Linked DNA regions of Zea mays: region 1 is linked to region 2. Evidence: chromatin contacts called from public Hi-C data. All regions are on one chromosome and are shown on one strand. The core of a region is the stretch at or near the end of the contact, and the rest is flanking DNA. Distances in the headings are between cores, read along the strand shown. Region 1 holds the start of LOC103641363. Region 2 has its middle 140 kb from the start of LOC100193483.

What was found. Hi-C and Micro-C count contacts between places; a contact is called where the count stands out from the background.
Region 1: a contact with region 2 is called in a Hi-C map of leaf mesophyll, with 3 times the contacts expected there. The contact joins the promoter of LOC103641363 here to the enhancer-like site in region 2. A contact is called at or near these places in 3 of 25 Hi-C or Micro-C datasets (leaf and leaf mesophyll).

What each region holds. Positions count from the first base shown.
Region 1 is chr10:89,935,353-89,938,052 of Zm-B73-REFERENCE-NAM-5.0, reverse strand. It overlaps LOC103641363, which reads right to left and starts at 1,299. Exons shown (of 2, transcript XM_008664718.3): 1 at 18-1,299. The coding sequence starts at 843.
Region 2 is chr10:89,763,777-89,766,608 of Zm-B73-REFERENCE-NAM-5.0, reverse strand. No RefSeq gene overlaps it. Among protein-coding and RNA genes, the nearest start is that of LOC100193483, 140 kb to the right of the region's middle. Within about 2 kb of position 1,413, at least 15 of the 20 cell types and tissues checked have an H3K27ac peak or open chromatin away from gene starts, as enhancers often do. A contact at or near this core is called in leaf and leaf mesophyll, where this site is marked.

The sequences.
Region 1 (2,700 bases), core at 50-2,549, 170 kb before region 2:
TACTCGATCATACGTACCACCAACAGGGCGGCTGGAGCCGGCGCAGGGTGAATCAGCGCCGCTGCCGTGGGTGGGGCTGCTGCCGCCGGACAGCCCGTAGCACTGGATCTCCACGGTGCAGTCGGAGGGCAGCTCCAGCCCGAGGTCCCGGCACGCGCGGACCTCCTCCACGTCCATGGCCACCCCGCCGCCCGCCGCGGTGGCCTGATGGTCCGAGTGCGACGACGACGACGACGACGTCCCCACCACCACCACCACGGGGGTGCCCGCGTCGGGAGCGCCGCCGTTGCGCTGGTGCCAGCTCCGCTTCATCTCCCATGCGTGGTCCAGCCACGCCTCCCGCGCCGCGCGCTCGCGCTCGCGCCGCACCATGCTGAAGCTGCTCCGCCGCAGCCTCAGCCGCTGCTGCTGCTGCTGCGTCGTCCCGCCGCCACGGAAGAGCCGCGCCCATTGCTCCGCATGCGGGTCGTCGCCGTCGTCATGCCCCTGCTCCTCCTGAAGCTTCCTCGTGTCCTCGATCGCCAGCCACGCGTGCGGCGGCGGCAGCGCCCGCGCGCCGCCGGACGAGCGCCGGAACCGCGGCGTCCCCTCCCCCGCGTCGGCCTCGTGAGGATGTCCGTTCCTTGGCCTGGCAACGCCGCCTTCACTGCCGACCTTGTAGACGCCCTGAGCGTCTCCTCCTCCTTCGACGGACAGGCGAGACACCCGCTTGCTCACCTCCCTCGCCACCACGGCGGCGCGGCTAACAAGGTCGTCGTCATGCTGCCGCTGCTGCTGCTGCTCATCAGCCTCTCCGTCGACGATGAAGCTGACACGCTGCTCAGTCGTCGTCGCGCTGGCCATGCCTGACCTGCTAAACTAGCTTGCTAGGTGGCTCTCGTTCAGCTTGGATCGCGAGAAGAGAAGAAGCGGTGCAGGTGAGAATATATAGTAGCGGGCGAGCGAGCAGCGCTTGCTTGGTTGGTTTGGTCATTGGTGGGCATGAAGCGTAGGCTACTAGGCTGGCGAGTGGTGACTGGTGAGGCAGGGAGGGAGTGGCGGCTGGCTCCGGCCCCTGGCACGGCGCGCGTAGTGGGGGTTGAGGTGACCCGCGTCCGGCGATGGCGACGCCCGGGGAACTGGTGGCACATGGACTGGATGACGGACGAATGGAGACGAAGATAAAGGCAGCAGCTGCCTGCAGATAGGTTTGTGCCGTTGTGCGTGACGTTGGGCGATGCTGGCTGTCCCTCTCGCTCTCTGCATGGTATGGTGCCATTGCCATGGCAGGCATGGCAAGGAGAGTGTACGTATCAACAGTGCCCTGTTCAATCCGGTGTACGTGCAGGTCTCCTGTCTCCACAAATGCGTAATGAATTCGATCAGGATGCATGACCGCCGCGCGCTGATTCAGAAGTATGTAGTCGTAGTAGCATTTACTGTTATGCATATATTTGCGGCGGTGTCGAGTGTTTGACATGCAAGCATGGATGGACAGTTAGCTAAGTGGATCGTGCCCCGACATGGCACCTCACGTACATGGCGAGTGTCAAATAATCTGTGGAGTGTTTTTTTTTTTTTGGTAAATGAGTTCTTTGTCGAGTGCTTAACAAAAAAACACCACTTGGTAAAGAGGTTTTTTGCCGAGTGTTTTTTATGACACTCGGCAAAGAGTTTTTTTGCCGACTGTTTATTTTTTACACTAGGCAAAAAGCTTCTTTGTCGAGTGTTTTTTTCAACACTAGGCAAAGATAATATAAAAATCGTATTTTGAAGTAGTAAACTAATACAAATGAAAAGATTTTCAACTAAAAATTTATACAATTCATCAAGATGTACAATTTATATTTTGGTCATTTATTCATATGGTAAAATAAAAGTAAATTTGTTTAGAAAAAATATATCTCTTTCATAGTTTATGAAACTACAAGAGAGATGTATAAGATTTGTGAATAATGTTAGAACCAACATGTGAGATGAATAAATAACCAAACAACCAAAATAAACTTTATAGTTCTTGAAAAGTTATGTAATTTTGTAGTTGACAACTTTTTGATTTGAAGTCATCTTATTAACGAAAACTATGTCTGAATTTTAAAAATTTAAAATTTGGATTTTCGAAACGACCTCAAATGGAAAACAACCAAAATGAAAGTTTTAGGTCTTAAAAAGTTAACATTTTCGTTTGAAATCATCTTGTTATGAAAAACTTTTTAGTTGATAACATTTTGGTTTGAAATCATCTTGTTATGAAAAAGATTGTTTGAATTTTAAAATTCAAAATTTTCAAACGACCTCGGATGGAAAAACCAACAAAATAAAAGTTGTAGGTCTTGAAATTCAAATTTTGTAAACAACATCGCATAAAGAAACTATCAAAATGAAAGTTATAGATCTTGAAAAGTTATGCAACTTTACAGTTGACAACATTTTCATTTAAATCCATTTATTAGTTTATCAAATAATTAATTTACTCTCGGTTTGTTATAATACATGGGGAAGGAAAGCGTAATATAAACATAAGTGATATAGTGGTGTAGTGGTAGAGGAGGTTGTGCATGAGATAGGTTGGGAGTCCGAATCTCACCAATCACAAAACAAGTGAATTCAATTCAAAAATTGGTGAAAGATGATAGGACGATAGGTAGGGCAATGGTGATGGTTAGGGAGGTTATTCCCTTAATTAAAAATATTTTGCTATTTTTGAATTTTTTTTGTGAT
Region 2 (2,832 bases), core at 164-2,663:
GCATGCATGGTCCTTGATCTTCTTAGAACGTGCGTACGTACGTAGATCACACGTCAATATACGCGAGTGGCCATGCATATATACACGCACGTCGATCGGCGATACGGTTATTGTTAGAATATACACATTACACTCACACTATCGAAATTCGGCTCTTTGTAGAGCGCTCGACACTTTGTCCACTGTTTTTTGTCGAGGACTCGACAATTCTTTTTACCTAGTGTCAAGGTCATAACACTCGACAAAGAAGACATACCTGAGCACCAGTAAAGCCTCTTTGACGAGTGTTATGGCCTTAGCACTCAACAAAGGAACTGACAAAATGGGCCTACGGGTGATCCCTTTGCTGAGTGCTAGTTAGTCGGACACTCGGTAAAGAGGTAACCTTTGCTGAGTGCCACCTAATACGCTCGGCAACGGAACTAACAAGGGACTACAAGGGCTTCTTTACCGAGTGTCAGTACAACGGACACTCGGTGGGCGCTCGACACAGGCTCCGTTGCCATCACCTGGCGCCGTAACGGTGACGACTTTTCTTTGCCGAGTATCGAGTGACACTCGATAAAAATGTTATTGTCGATGTACAGTTCGCCGAACTTTATTTGCCGATTGTCACAATCAGTAAAGGCTTCGCCGAGTATTTTCCAGATTTTGACGACGAAGCAGCTGTTTTCAACTGTTTCGGGTGGTGATATGTACCTCGTATGTATCATGCGTATGTAGAGCTAGCGATGGCGAGAGCGAGGTTACGACCGGTGTGCAGCTGGACCACGACCGACGCACGTACGTACTCGTCGGTCGTCGTCCAGTCCTGGCCTCGTCGTACGTCGGCCAATGACAGGCGGGCTTTGTGGACGTGGTGACCAGAAGACCACCAAGGCGCGCGCATACTACGGCATATATGCAGCACGCACAATGACGGCTCAGCTGCCGGAAGAGCTAGCGAGACGACGATCGACATCCACCCATTTGCATGCATGCGCGCGTATGCGTATTGCGTAGCCCCCCGGTTTCGCCGGGCGACTAGACTGCGACCGCGACGAACGCACGAATGATCATGCATGGCTCCGAGCAGACACTGTCACGATAGCTAGCCGCCGGCCTGGCGGTAGGCCGGCCGGAGCTGTCCCCGCCGGCTCGACGCCCACCGTCGTCGTCGCTGTCCGACAGCACGTGCATGCATATGGCCCGGCGAGCGCGCGCGCCCGGCGGCATGGCATCGTCAGCAGGTCGCCGTCACCGCGCGCGTAGTACCCGCCCGCCCGCCCGCCGTCCGTCCCATTGGTACTCGCGTCGCTTTTGAGCTGGGTGGATGGCAGGTCCAGGCCGGCAGCTCCCCCATCTTTTACCGCGGCCGGTAGCATTTTGTCGGCACAGCGGCCAAAAGGTCGCTGTAGCTAGCCGCCCAGCTGGCTAGCTCCGTACGTCCTGCTCGTGTGCATGTGGCGTCACCATATGCGTGCAGTATTACCTAGTACAGTACCACATGTTTCGGTTGGTTCAGCGTCTCCATCACACGTGCACGTAAAGTTAATTACCAAGAAAAGGAGATACGGTGAAACGACTGAGAGTCAAGCTATAACTAATAGCTTATATATAGAAACTAATATCAATATATATCCAAGACCACAGATAGATAAACTACGAGAGTACGAGAACATATTGTTGCATGACCCCAACATACGTGGCCCCAACATACTCATTATAACACCTAGGAATCCTATTTTGGGGTTTTAAAAAGATTCATAAAAAGGATTAAGAATTTAAATAACTTTTAATAAGTACTACCGGACTCGCCTTCTTTGCAAAGGCTATTTTAGAGCCGGTGAAGCTTTTGCCGAGTGTTGAGCTGTTTTTACAGGATCACCTATTCACCCCTCCTCTAGGTGCTCTCACCACCGCCCAAAACCGATCCGATGTCTTGTATTCCTCAAGTATGATCCTTGCCATATCCAAAAGAGTTCTATTCTCTCTCTCCACAACACTGTTTTGTTGAGGCGTGTAGGGAGAAGAGAACTCATGCTTGATGCCCTACTCCTCAATAAATCCTTCAATTTGAGAGCTCTTGAACTCCGTTCCATTGTCGCTTTTAATCTTCTTGATTCTCAATCCGAACTCATTTTGAGTCCGTCTCAAGAATTTCTTTAAGGTTTCTTGGGTTTGTGTTTTTTACTGAAAAAAGAACATCTAAGTGAAGCGAGAATAATCATCCATAATTACAAGACAATACTTACTCCCGCCGATACTTAAGTAAGAAATCGAGCCGAATAGATCCATGTGAAATAGCTCAAGGCCTCTCAGTCGTCATGATGTTCTTGTGTGGATGATGAGTTCCAACCTGCTTCCCTGCTTGGCATGCGCTACAAATTCTATCTTTCTCAAAATGAACATTGGTTAGTCCTAAAATGTGTTCTCCCTTTAGAAGCTTGTAAAGATTCTTCATCCCAACATGAGCAAGTCGGCGATGCCAGAGCCAACCCATATTAGTCTTAGCAATTAAGCAAGTGTCTGGTTCAACATTATTATCAGTGAAATCAACTAAATATAGCTGACCATCTAACACTCCCTTACAAGCTAGTGAATCATCATTTCTTATAAAGACGGTTACATCAACATCAGTAAATAAACAGTCGTTGCCCATTTGGTATAATTGAGATACATAAAGCAAGTTGTAACTTAGAGATTCTACAAGAAATACATTAGAAATGGAATAACCAGGAGATATAGCAATTTTACCCAATCCTTTGACCAAACCTTGATTTCCATCCCCGAATGTGATTGCTTTTTGGGGATCATCATTTATATCATATGAGGAGAACATTCTTTTCTCCC